Regions from separate parts of the Mus musculus genome. Here region 2 is linked to region 1. The links are chromatin contacts, called in public Hi-C maps. All regions are on one chromosome and are shown on one strand. Each heading gives the region's core, a stretch centred on a gene start, on an enhancer-like site or on the middle of the called end of the contact. The rest is flanking DNA. Distances are from core to core; before and after follow the strand shown.

Region 1 (6,590 bases), core at 2,226-4,725:
AATACCGATTCCACACTCCTCAACCAAAACACTTGGGACCAGGAGTGCTTCAGACTTCTGCAGATATTTGCAAGACATCTATCCAAAAACAACCTGAAATCTGAAACATTCCAGAGTCTGAAAGTTCCTGAGAACTATATCAGCATTCAAAAGTTTTGACTTTCAGAGCATTTGAGATTCAGATACTTCAGTCAGGCACTTCAGCTGCTGTGAGCTTGTGCTGTCTAGGAGCTAAAAGGACCCACGTTGTAGAATGCTCACTTGCAATAAAGAGGACAATGAACTTATGCTAATCAAAATTCTGCCTGAGCAATGGCACTTAGGGCAATAAGCAGATATTGCACAAATAATTTTAGGTAGTTCTCTACCTCATTGATTCAGAGATATGCCTTGGATAAATCTTAATGAATTTATAAGAATAAGGAACCAGAAAGCAGGTTATTAAATACGAGGTAATTATCTCATCAGGCAAGTTCCCTCTGTAAAGTATAAGCAGAATAAAAATGAGAGCAAATTATCTGGGAGACTACAATTCATGTATGTAACTAGCCTGGTACCAGATCTGGTGCCCCAGCCTTCCACTGTGGAGGATGTAACCTCTGATGTCCACTTGAGTTCAGTTACTAATGTGTGTGTGTATGTGTGTGTGTGCGTGTGTGTGTGTGTGTGTGTGTGTGTGTGTGTGTGTGTGTGTGTGTGTGAAGAGAAGGGTAGGTAGGGGTCCATTTAGCTTGTGCTAAACTAAGAATCAATGCTGCAACCACAGAGCCGTGGCTTTGCTAGTTCCTCAATTTAACATCTTAGCTTTTCCTTCCGGGGGAGGTAGGGCTGGCCATATTTGAGAAATGGCCTTTGTACATCTTGTAAATAGGACTGACATAGACCCGGGCTCTGAAGCTGAGGAAAACCTATTTTAACTCACTACCTGGGTCGCTTCCAACTTCTGTCCTCCCATTCACAGCTAAAGCATCCTTTCATTTGTAAAAAGTCTTTTTTACAATTATATCTGGCAATTACTGTATAATTGTAGGTGTATGTACTCAGGTGTACAAATTAATTTATTCCTGACTGTCAGTCACAGCACACTAAAAATGTGAAGGCCACTCGACTGAAGTCATTCTTAATGCCTAAGACTAAGAACTATTCCAAGATTTTAAAGGGAAAGATCATGTTGTGTGGGTCTGTACATTCACTGTACACACCAAATACAATCACATGCACAGGACAGAGCTCGTGTGGTGATGACAGAAGAGTCTCTAATAAAAGCCATCACACCATGGCTGCACTTCAGGGGAAGTTTCAACCATCTAAGCTCTACTTCAGATGTTAGACACGCACACACTATAGTTTGTTGTTTGTTCTAGGGCTTTCTCTGGATTCCAACCATTGATAGAGCACTCATTCAGTCTTCGAAAATTTAAAAAAAAAAATCACATACACGAGTGAATAAACCTGTTGTCAAATATGCCAGTATTCACCTGGTGGGATTGCGAAAAGCTCAATTCCAAGAGAGGGTGGGTGCATTAGCTGTTGTTATTATTAGGGTGATAACTGAAATTCTTCCTCACCGCCCCTCCCCCAATGGGGCTTGCAATATCTTACGAGATGGGGCCATTGTGAAACTGATGGGAAGACGAATGCAATGATGGAAATTGACACACAGAAAACAACAGGAAGAGTGAGTGGTGAAGACCGGAAGCTGAGTCAGAAGGAAGCTGAGGAAAACAGCAGGAGATGCCGTCCGTCCGTCTGTCTGTCTGGGAGCACCTCCACTTCAACAGCTAGAGCAAGATTCCCCTAGGTGATGGAGACCTGGTCAGGAGGCAGTGTCTCAGCACTTCAGAAAACCTTCAGTGTTTTGATGTTAGAAGTGCACTGTCATCTAGCAAAACAGGAACCCTTGCAGCTAGCAGAGTCGGCTGACAAATCAGTTATATATTTTGATGGACTCTAAATTCGACTTTTATTTTTGCGTTGCTCAGTACACGAACTGAGTCATCTTATTTCACTGGGTATCTGTGAAGTGGGAAACACCCCCCCTCCACCCCCCTATCAAAAAAAATTCCCGGGGAGAAAATTTACATTAATCTAAACAGTATCATCCTGCTATAACATCTACCATTAGTCATAAAGTCCAATGACTTTATAAAGCTTTTCAGCTCTTCTCAAACATGAGCTAAATGAGGAAATCTCTTAATTTTCTGATTTAGCTTTATTTTGAGATTTGATTGGTACATCCCCTATATGTGCAGAGGGGCCTGCAGTCCTCAGGTGAAAAAAAAAAAAAAAAAAGGAAAAGGCGACTTGAGAATTTTCTAAGAATACAGAGTGATTAAGTAATGTTCCTAACATGTGTACTTGCGTTCACTTCATAAACAAAGGCCTATCTGGGGAATTCAGCTTATGTAAGGATTGCTGGGTAGTATGCCTGTAACTGCATTTAAAATACAATGATGGACTGGTGTCATTTATTTCTGAAGTCTACAGTTACCGTATCATTTCTTATATTTCCCGAAGCCGTTGTCCATTTGGCGCTGTGAGGCTCAAATGAAGACTGGAGCCTTGGAAAAGGAGGGGAGCAAGCTCTGAGGACAATGACTGCCACGTGTCCCCTCAGAGCAGTCGCCACAAGGACTCAGGGAGCATGAAAGTAGGAAGTGAAATCGGAGGCCTTCCTGTTATGTAACGAATTCATTAAAAAAAAAAAAAAAAGTGACAACTATTCATTCCAGTCAATATCTTCAGCAGCCCTGTGCGCCGGCGGAGAGAGGGAACTCCGCTCTATATGTGCGACAGGACAGGGGGGAAAATATTAAGAAGATGCAACGCTGACCTGAAGGCAAAGCCTTAGGCAAACTTCAGTCAGTGGAGGAAGCAAGCTGAGGACCTGCCTTTCCAAGAGGCCCTTGAAAAGTCAGACAATTCAGGGGGAAGATCATTGAAGAAACAGCGAGAAAGAGTGAAACAGCATGGAACTTTCTGGTGGCTTGCGGTCTAGCGCGGCGCCCAGAACCAGAACGTGGGTTGGTAAGACGTGGGAGGGGGAGGGGAGAGGTTCAACAAGAAGGAAGTGGCATGAAAGAAGGCTGAGGAAGTGGGCTGAGGCAAATGCGTGAAGGCACCAAAAATTCTTAGCAAAACTGTTAATGAATCATCCCACCGTTACATGAAATGTGCCAAGGAACCTATTTATGAATATCAAACTCCTTTGGGGTGTCTGGCGATTTTTTTCCTTTCTCTGTCTTGAACACCTGTACACACACACTCTCTCTGTCTCTGCTCTCTCTCTTCTCCTTCACACACACACACACACACACACACACACACACACATTAGGCTTTTCGATGTGTCTCCAGGATGATAGCTTCTCCCAGCATGCTCCACGGAAGGCGGACCCTGCAGCCAGCACAGTCCCGGGGCACCCGAAATCCAGACCAACTCCTGCCCCACCCTGACCCTTGTGCCCTTGGACCTTAGGTAACTTCAGCTCACTCCCGATAGCTCAAGGCACTGGAGAGGATTCCAGGAAGTCATGTGGTTACACAAACTAAGCACTTAAAAGTAACCGCATTGGTGGCAGTCGGCTCTCCAGCTTTACACATTCCATATCCACAAACTCGATTAAGTTCAGATGAAACATTCTAAAAAAAAAGAGTTGGACGTGCACAGCCAGAATACACACTAACATTTTCCTTCTTACCACTCCGCCCCCCCCCTCCGCCCCCCAGGTCGATACAGTACAGGGTTCTACATTTGAGCGGCCTGAGCATGCGCATCTCTGAGGCCCTGCACAGGTCCCCTTCCTGTTCTAGTTTAAACACACGCGCGGGCCACCCTTCTCCAAACGGTTCTGAGGTAGAAGTATCAATCAGGTTAAAACACTGGGATCCTTTTTAATCTAACAGTCCTGACTGTTGCAAGGTACAACATACAAAGGAGACGAAGTTTAAAACACTCCTGCCAGACAGGGACTGCTAACGAAATGTCATCAGAGACCACTGCAAACTGCCACCGTAGAACCTGAGGTCCGGAAGAGCCCTCCCTCCCTCGTGCTGCTACCATGAGTAAGACGCTGTGCTCTGTAGGCAGGCATGGCAGGTGGATGCTTCAGCAAGCCAAACGTGGTTGGCACTAACTCTGCCATATTCAGTGTTATTCCTTCCCAAATGTAAGGGGGAAATGTTGACAAGCCTTCACAGCATTTTTTTTTAAATTACATTCTTATTACTATCTCTGATGAAAATCTTTGGAGTACGTTTTTTTTCCCCCTAGTATTTTCTGGACCTTAAGCCTCTCCTCCGGAGACCCCACTGTTTTTTGGGTTAGTTTTACTTTTTGCCTTGAAACCAGCCAGGCAGATGAGTACTGCAAGTAAAGAAAGATTAATGGCCAGACACCAAAACTTCCAGAAATTCACTCTTCATAGAAAAAAGTGGTGAATTCCATTTAAATTTAGCTATGCAGACATCCTTTTTTAAAAAGTTCATTTAATAGAAGCCAATTACAGTAAATTCTTGGTAAATTTGACCTCAAGGTGTGTGTTGACAAGTCATCACTTTTTTTTTCTTTTTCTTGTTTTGGTTTTTTGTTGTTGTTGTTGTTTGTTTGTTTGTTTGTCTTGCTTCTGATTTTGGTTTTAAGTTGTCCTGCTAGAGTGGTTTCCAACAGTTAGAAACACAGGTTTTCACCATGTGTGCAGGACAGTGTATATGTAACATCAGTCCTGGGCTTGACTGACAGTTCTAAATGAATACAAGCTGAGAGATGGTACAATACTTCGAGGCTATATGCTTCAGTCGCTTAAAAGAATTCCCTGTGTAGACAGGACCTTTCCTCCAAAATGTAGAGACATTCATTTGCATGGCCTTCAGCCTTAACAAATAATCCAGACAGCCCTACAAGAAGTAGCAGAAGCCAGCAACACAATTGCTCTTGTTTTTTGGAGACTGAATGGAGAAGACCTCTCATATTTTGTGTAGTCAGAAAACATGGGCATTAAAAACCTCATTGTCAAAAATCACTCACACTGCCAGGCCACCCTTGGTAACATACGACCTAAGATGTTAACATATCCACCAACTGACTCTAAGGAAGATTTAAAAAAAAAAGGAAAAACAACCACAGAAGCTAAAATTAAACCACCTCCATTAGAATTACTAGCAGCACAGTCTAAATGATCAATACGCTCTTTCCCGAAAACATCTTAAAGTTGACCAAATGAGAGTAAATAGCCTTCCTAAAATAGTCCAACTGACAGGTATCAAAACATGGCTTGGCTTTAAAGATGGGGAAAAGTAACTCAGGTTTTGGGGTGGGGGATGATAAATGCAGAGAACTTGGCAAGAACTAAGCCAAAAAACTCCCCCCCCATATTTCCCCCCACCACACCCCCCACACCCCCAGCCACCCCAGGTGGCTGCTGGTCTCTGTTAGAGGGAGGCAAGACACACAGGGCTGAGAAGACAGGTGCTTAGCCCCTTCTAGACAAAACCCACAGCACCCAGCAGCAGAGCCCCAGCCAGGTCCCAAACACTTCCAGCGAGCAAAGGGACGAGAAACACGTTTACCTGGTAGAGAAACTGTCCTCTGTGTCAGCAGCACTGCTGTGTGGTCAGAAACCCCAGTCCTTCAGATCTACAGAGCAGCCTTGTCAAGCAGGGCTGTGTGGTCACAAGGCAGGAAGTAACTGCAGTGGCAAATCACCAGGCAGGAAAGAAATAGATTTTGTCTTTATAAGGACATTTTACTCAACATTTTTTTTAATGTCTCCTCCCCCTGAAAATCACCTGACAACAGGTCACAGTGAAATCTAGAAGCCACCTTCCACTTCCTCCTCTCTAGGAGCATTCTGCTTCCCACCCTGGGTCTCTCTCTGCAGGCCCTGGGCTACTTAAGCCCTTCTGATCACAGATAGGGAGCGAAGGTCAGCTTCCTGGCTGAACTCTTTTGTCTGACTCTAGTTGCTTAAAGCAAAACCCAGGAGCCTACATACTTTCATCTGGGAAAAAACAAATTCTTCATCTCCAGTGAAACAACAAAGGAAGAGGTGTGATGTACAAACTGTAAGGGATTTTCATGGGCGAACATGCCTATCCCACCTCCCTCTCTCTCTCACCCCATTTGAAACCAATCCCTCTCCCACTCTCTCAATGATGATCATATCTGTATAAACGAAACAAAACGATCTCTCTAAGCACAGGGCCCATAGAGAAAGGTTACTATATTATTTACTCATTCCTTTACTTATAGAACACCCACGTGTTCAGGATCTCTTTAACCCAATTAGAGAGTTCAATTATTTAAACATTTCCTGTAAAGAAGAGTAGTGAATCCTTCAGGAAGCGGTCAGTCCTTCCAACAGGCTGGATCCCTTCAGACAACAGTCATCCACCCATTTCCTGGAGTCCTCACGCTCCCAACAATAACGGAGATGCTGTCATTTAGCCTTGGGGCTGCATGCTACAGCTAGGCCCCCAGGCTCAGTCGGTGAGGATGCCTGCTCATTCTACAGGTATCTGTGTTTTTGTAAGAGCCAGGGCTGCTGCCAAGCTGAGCATGGTCCCACTGACTCCGCTGTTCTTTAGACTTCC
Region 2 (6,590 bases), core at 2,431-4,930, 130 kb after region 1:
GTAGATTTCTCTGTTAATTCCTAAACTTATATCTTAAGTAAATGTCTTCCCATAAGAACATCCCTAGGGTAAGCTTTGAGACGTCATTTCTGGAAGCCATCCTCTCACTTAGTGTGACCCTCATCCTGTCTCTGTGAGGCCATGGGAATCCTCACAGCAGCACCACTCACAAGTGACAGAGGCAGCCCCTTCCCTCAATGGGCAGATAAAAAAATCAATATGCACACACAGCAAATACTATTCAGCCGCCAGAAGGAAGGGGACCCTGACACATGCTGCAATGTGGATAGACCTTAGGAAATTAAGTAAAACAATTCAGTGATAAAAGACACATAGTCTATGATTTACATCCATGAGGTACTTAGAGTGGTCAAATCCATGGAGAGAGAAAGCAGGTTGTCAGGGGCCAGGATACAGGAAGAAAAGGGAAAGGAGGATAGCCAGAGATTGCATCCTGCAAGAGATGGAGGTTCTGCAGATGAATAGTGGTAGCAGAAAACCACTTTCTATGTCCATGAGCTTGTAGTGGGTGGGAGAAGACAACCTTGTTGTGCGTGTTCATCACAATCTATTGTATTTACTACATTTGCATTGTATCCATACTGTAGCCACTGGCAGAGGTATCATATTTACTATATTTACATTGTATCTATACTGTAGCCACTGGCAGAGGTAGACTTTTATCTTGTCCAATCCCTCTTATTAGCTCACCTTTGTTCCTTTCAGTGTTGGGGGTCAAGAATAAAAGGTTCTAAGAAGCCAGAGATACTGGAGGAACCAAGATCAGGAAGAATATGCCAGGCAGGAGCACAGAGCATTCCCCCTGGAAATCATACCTGTCAGCAAACCTGCAAGTCTTCAATAGCTTCTTGATATGAAAAAGTTGCTCCTGAAGGTCCTAAAGCAAGAAGCCAACCATTGGGAATGAGATGCCTGGCCACTGACAGTGTGTACAACAAACCTTAAAGTTATTCGAAACAGGGGCTAGAGAGAGATTGCTCAGAGGTTAAGAGCAGTGGCTGCTCTTCCAGAGGACCTGAGATCAATTCCCAGCAACCACAGGGTGGCTCACTACCATAAATGTAATCCGACGCCCTCTTCTGGTATGCAGGTGTACATGAAGATAGAGCACTCATATACATTAAATAAACAAATCTTTTTTTAAATGATATTTGAAATACTGTGTTGGCAAGCAACCCAACTTCCAAGAAAACAGCCCCTTCAGCAAGGACTCATAGCTGAATTATTTGATACTTGAGTCCTGAACAGGCACAGTTTAGTTGGGCCTTGGGCTCCACAGGCGAGAGGCCCTGGGATCATTCACCCCTCAGTCTATCTGCCTTGTGAAGGGTCTGGGGACAGCCTGAAGCCAGAGTGGCATGCATTTCCTACCATGGGACATCTAACCTCCTGGACCTACTTCCTCCATGGAGGCCTCAGCTCACCTTCACCCTATCCAGTTCCTTAGCTTTTGCATAGAGGCTGTGATGGCCACCTAACAGTTTGAAGACAGGTTGATGCCATACGCTGTCCAAGAGCCATTTAGAGAAATCGCTGACTTGGTACTTCCTGAAGTCCCACATCGTCAGGATCCGCGCAGGGATACAAGACTCTGCAGATGAGTGGCAGCTGGCACAGAAGTACTTCCCGAGATACTCACAGTACCGGAGCCTCTTCACAAACTCTGCAGAGGGCAGGAGGGTAACACCATATTCATGATGCTAAGATCTGCCCTAGGCCACCTCCCCATTCCTATGCAAGGTTCAGAGTCTGATGAATGTCCACCGTGCTCAAGCCAGATTCAACTGCCAGGCAGCGCAGCTCTGGCATTGACTTGAGGATGTCACCTGTGGCCATTTGTGGTTCGCCACAGTAAGCCAGATCCCAGAGAAACAGAATCCTCCCTAATGCTCTTGGACGTCAAAGACGGGCACCACAAACTTCAGTGCAGCCTCTAAGACCATTCCATGTAGGGCCTGGGAATCTAGTTGGCTTTGAAGATGCTACCTGCTACTCACAGGAACTCCAGCAACAACTCAGAATCTCAGGCTAATAAAATGCAGCACACAACTGGGTGCAGGAAATGGCCCACATAGGAAGAGCATATTCTAAAGCAGTGCATGCACAGTGTCAGGATGTAGCTTACAAAAGAGGTTATACATACATACACACACACATGCATACATACATACATACATACATACATACACACACACACATACATGCATACACACATACACACATACATGTGTGTATATGTACATACTATATATGTATGTATATGTGTGTATACATACACATATACACCAAAGAGAGAAAGGAAACAATACCTGGGAGAGAGAGAGAGAGAGAGAGAATGAGAGAGAGAGAGAGAGAGAAACCTAGACCCTAGACCCCCAAAGAGCTAATGATACACATCTCTGTAGCATGGGGAAATTAACACATGGTGCTTCTGAGGTTTCTCTAATAAAATATTCTGATGGACAAAAGATGTAGGGATGAAGGTGGTAATACTGTGTATTATCTGGTCTACGAAGAAAAACAACCCAGCTAAAATCTCCTGTGCAACCATCCCTCAGCATTAGTGCCTGGCAGGACCTGAAGGACCTGTGTGGGAAGGCGGCAACTCCATTCCCTGGCACACTGTAGATACAGATAACATTTTTCCAACTAATGCCTTGAAGAGTAGACAGGACTAAGTCTTCACTGGGCACTTAGTCTGTTTCCCAATCTGGTGAATGGTTAATGTATGTTATTCTAAGCTTCTAATTCCATGACTTAGGAACTTATATTTCCCTCTTTCATTGAGGAAAACAGGTCAGCGAGGTGAAGCATCATAGTGGGGACACACAGGCAGAGAGCTGGACACACAGGCAGAGAGCTGGACACACAGGCAGAGAGCAGGCGAGCTCAGTTTGAATCTAGTGTAGCCAGCATATCCCACTCCTTCGGGTGATGAAGGAGAAGGTGTCTCTGCCTAATGGATTATCCTGCGTGTAGAGGTATAATCTGCGTGTACAGTCAAATCACCAACAGACTAAAGGATCAAAAAGTATAATACTGAGCATGCCATTTGTGATGGTTTGTATATGCTCGGCCAGGGAGCAGCATTATTAGAAGATATAGCCCTGTTGGAGTAGGTGTGTCACTGTGGGCGTGGGCTTTAAGACCCCCATCCTAGCTGCCTGGAAGCGAGTCTTCCACTAGCAGCCTTCAGATGAAGATGTAGAACTATATCAGCTTCTCCTGCACTATGACTGCCTGGAAGCTGCCATGCTTCCTGCCTTGATGATAATGGACTGAACCTCTGAATCTGTAAGCCAGATCCAATTAAATGTTGTGCCTATAGGAGTTGCCTTAGTCATGGTGTCTGTTCATAGCAGTAAAACCTTAACTAAGACACTGATATAACTCACCTTTCCCAGCCTCAAAGTCTCTACCATCTCAGGATCCACTCACTCATTCACCAAACTTCATCAAATGCCCACTGTGCTATCATCAGTACAGAATAAATCATGCCCATCCTTCTTCCTTAGACCACGAGGACAGACAAAAATGGAAGCAGATCCCATGGGGGCAGGACCTGCAAGATCCCCTGCCGTTCTGGCAGGAAAGAATGGACTCAGGAAGGTACTTAAACGGATTGATGGAGTCTCGCGTCTATGTGGTTTCTGACTCATGCATTTGGCATTTGGTGTGGCATTAGGGTGTACAGATCAACTCACAGACCCGCCTCTTGCTAGGCTAGCTGGGAAAATGAGTCATTTAAAGAGGACACACTGTGATTGTCATTAACGTGTAGTGAGATAGAGGAAGCCCTGGCTGGTTCTGCTTTCAATTTTAATGTCTTGAAACAGACATCTTCTCTGGAGAACAAGCAATCCCCAGGTTGTGCTGAAAGTCTTGCATGGTGTCACTTGGGGAAGACTAGTTTGCAGGACCTTGGCCATCCCATAAATGAGTTACCATATCCTCAGCTCTCAGAGAAGTCTTGCCAGGAGCCATTTGATTACTCTGCAGGTATGCCTAGAGGACCGTCTTATAAGCAAGCATAGCTATAGAGGCTGGAGATGAACAATGAGCAAAAGCAACAAGGCTTCTGCCTTCCTGGAATTTATGGTTTGGTGATGGAGACAGATAAATGCTGAATAAGCATTGCAGAGGAAGATCCTATGAAGCACACACGCGACTGTCTGCGACCACACGATCCACAAGGCAACCATGGAAGATCCCAGGAAAAGGAGAGGGGGAGTGGAGTGGGTAGAAAAAGAGCATAAAGATATGAAGAAAACCAAGAGTCATGGGGAAGGAAGTCTATGGGGGTGAGGGGTTCATTCTGGGAAGAGGAAACAATAGTTTCAACCCCCTAAGACAGGTACGGCTGGGTTGTCTGAGTGCCCAATTGAGGAGCAGCCAGGATGCTGGCCCTCCTTGTACCTGGCTAGTCATGCAGCTTTGTAGGTCACAGTCTCCTCCTAGCAAAAGACAGGGCCACCTCCACGACTCCTTCACAACACGCTCACACCAAGAAGTCAGTCTCACTCTAAAGCAACACATAGTCCAGCCCTGCAGATCCTCACTGTTATCATGGAACAAGCAAACAGCGCAGGACCTGTACTTACTGGGCTGTATTGGAGTCCCACATCCAGCACAGAAGAAGTTCTGGGCCACCACTGCTATGTCCCTCCTGAGGACAGAAAATGGCAACTGTTACACGTTTTCAGAGCTGGTCAGTACAGCGTTTTTCACTGATGGAAAAGCAGTGGACATCGTGGTCCGTTTCTCAGTTTAGGGGCTTTAATTTTGTCATCTTTTCATTTTAAGAAAAGTTTATACTTATCCAATATGTTTTTCTGGTTGGAATCTGTTGGCCTTCTAAAGCTAGGATTCTTTAAACATCTCAATTGTGCCCAAATTAGAAGTCAGTATCACATATAACTCTTCTATTATAGAATCCTTGGGGCTTCCCACTACCTGGCACAGAAACCAGGGTACACAAGACAGCCGAGGAGACAACAGTCTAACATGCTTGGAAAGGACACACGTGAATAGATGTAATAAAAACATTAGAATAAGGCGATGTGACAAAGTTATAAAGTCCTCTTGAAGAGGAGTGCTCTGGAAACAGCTGTGTCCTGATTTCAACGGGGACCTAGAGTTATGGGTAAAGTGGTAAATTTGCATTTTTATCTCAAGGTCAACAAAAATTGCCAAGGTTTAAAAAAAAAAAAAAACAAACAAACAAAAAAAACATGTGAGATCTCTGCCCATGTCTTACAGAGGATTCTGGGAAAGGAGGGAAAAGATATCCTATACAACGAGACTAGCATGGCTCAGTGTCTATAGAGGACAAATTCTGCCCAAGCAGTCACAACATCCTTCCTGGCATCAGCTAAGCCAGAGAGCAAAGACACCAGATAAAGATAAGTAAGAGACCTCCGTGGAGCACAGGGAGCACGGGGAGCACGGGGAGCACGGGAGCACGGGGAGCATGGGGAGCATGGCTTCATAACCCTCAAGTTTGCATGAGAGACCAAGAGAATAGAAAGACTGCAGATAGTTAAACTATGTTGCCTATAATCTCTACTTGTAATCCATTACACATCCTCAGAACAAATTGCCAACAAACTATTATGCACATGCGATAAGTGTGGCCCCATACACACACACTGTAGAAGTTTAGTTCTCTCTTACGGAATTTTAGCTGTCTCCCAGCTTCTATGGCTTCATAGAATAAAGATTATATTTGCATCCTGTTAACATTTCTCAATGACAGTTAATCTCCTTGAAAGTAAATTCTTCTTTTAAAACTTTTATGCATCGCACTTATTTTTATTGCACACTAACTGGTTTGGAAAATAGAATTAGAGTGGTCTCATCGTTTTTAAATTGTTGCATTTGATTTCTGTTTCAGTATTAGCCACTTAAAAATCCTCTTAGGCCTTTTTAATCTACCAGTGCTATGTAATGCTCATAACTGAGGAGGCAGAGTGTACTGGCTGGTTTTGTGTGTCAACTTGACACAAGTTGGAGCTATCCCAGAGAAAGGAACCTTCCTTGAGGAACTGCCTCCATGAGATCCAGCTGTAAGGCATTTTCTCAATTACTGATCAAGCGGAGAGGGCCCAACCCATGGTGGGTGGTGCCATCTCTGGGCTGGTAGTCCTGGGTTCTAGAAGAAAGTAAGCTGAGCAAGGCAGGGGAAGCAAGCCAGTAAGCACCACCCCTCCATGGCTTCTGCACCAGCTCCTGCTTCCAAGTTCCTGCCCTGTGTAAGTTTCTGTCCTGACTTCCTTTCGTGATGAAGAGCAATGTGGAAGTGTAAGCTGAATAAACCCTTTCCTCCCCAACTTGCTTCTTGGTCATGATGTTTGTGCAGGAATACAAACCCTAAGACACAGAGTTACATTTTTAACTTGAGTACTTTGCTGCCCCGCCCCCCCCCCCCACCAAAGCCCACAACAGAGTGCAAAGAAAACTAAGCCAGAAATACATTTGCCTTGGTCCCTCCGCACATTGTTTTCTCCTCATCTGTTTCCATAGGAACCAGGTGGGACCCATCACAGCATATCCCAAGTGGAACCTGGGTT

The links. Hi-C and Micro-C count contacts between places; a contact is called where the count stands out from the background.
Region 2: a contact with region 1 is called in a Hi-C map of bone marrow-derived macrophages, with 45 read pairs. The contact joins two enhancer-like sites. A contact is called at or near these places in 18 of 484 Hi-C or Micro-C datasets (B cells, the BV-2 cell line, CD8 T cells and 12 more), 13 of 115 datasets of contacts at active chromatin or transcription factors (the 230-238 cell line, CD8 T cells, the HPC-7 cell line and 8 more) and 4 of 9 other capture datasets (adipose tissue, bone marrow-derived macrophages, liver and 1 more).

Annotation. Positions count from the first base shown.
Region 1 is chr14:75,175,911-75,182,500 of GRCm38.p6, reverse strand. It overlaps Lcp1 (lymphocyte cytosolic protein 1), which reads right to left. Exons shown (of 17, transcript NM_008879.4): 2 at 5,568-5,686. Among named protein-coding and RNA genes, the nearest start is that of Gm15628, 42 kb to the right of the region's middle. Within about 2 kb of position 3,475, at least 161 of the 459 cell types and tissues checked have an H3K27ac peak or open chromatin away from gene starts, as enhancers often do. A contact at or near this core is called in the BV-2 cell line, bone marrow-derived macrophages, conventional type 1 dendritic cells and 1 more, where this site is marked.
Region 2 is chr14:75,042,506-75,049,095 of GRCm38.p6, reverse strand. Rubcnl (RUN and cysteine rich domain containing beclin 1 interacting protein like) reads right to left here. Exons shown (of 14, transcript NM_198642.2): 9 at 4,623-4,687; 10 at 1,446-1,684; 11 at 837-898. Among named protein-coding and RNA genes, the nearest start is that of Rubcnl, 30 kb to the right of the region's middle. Within about 2 kb of position 3,680, at least 73 of the 459 cell types and tissues checked have an H3K27ac peak or open chromatin away from gene starts, as enhancers often do. A contact at or near this core is called in the BV-2 cell line, bone marrow-derived macrophages, conventional type 1 dendritic cells and 1 more, where this site is marked.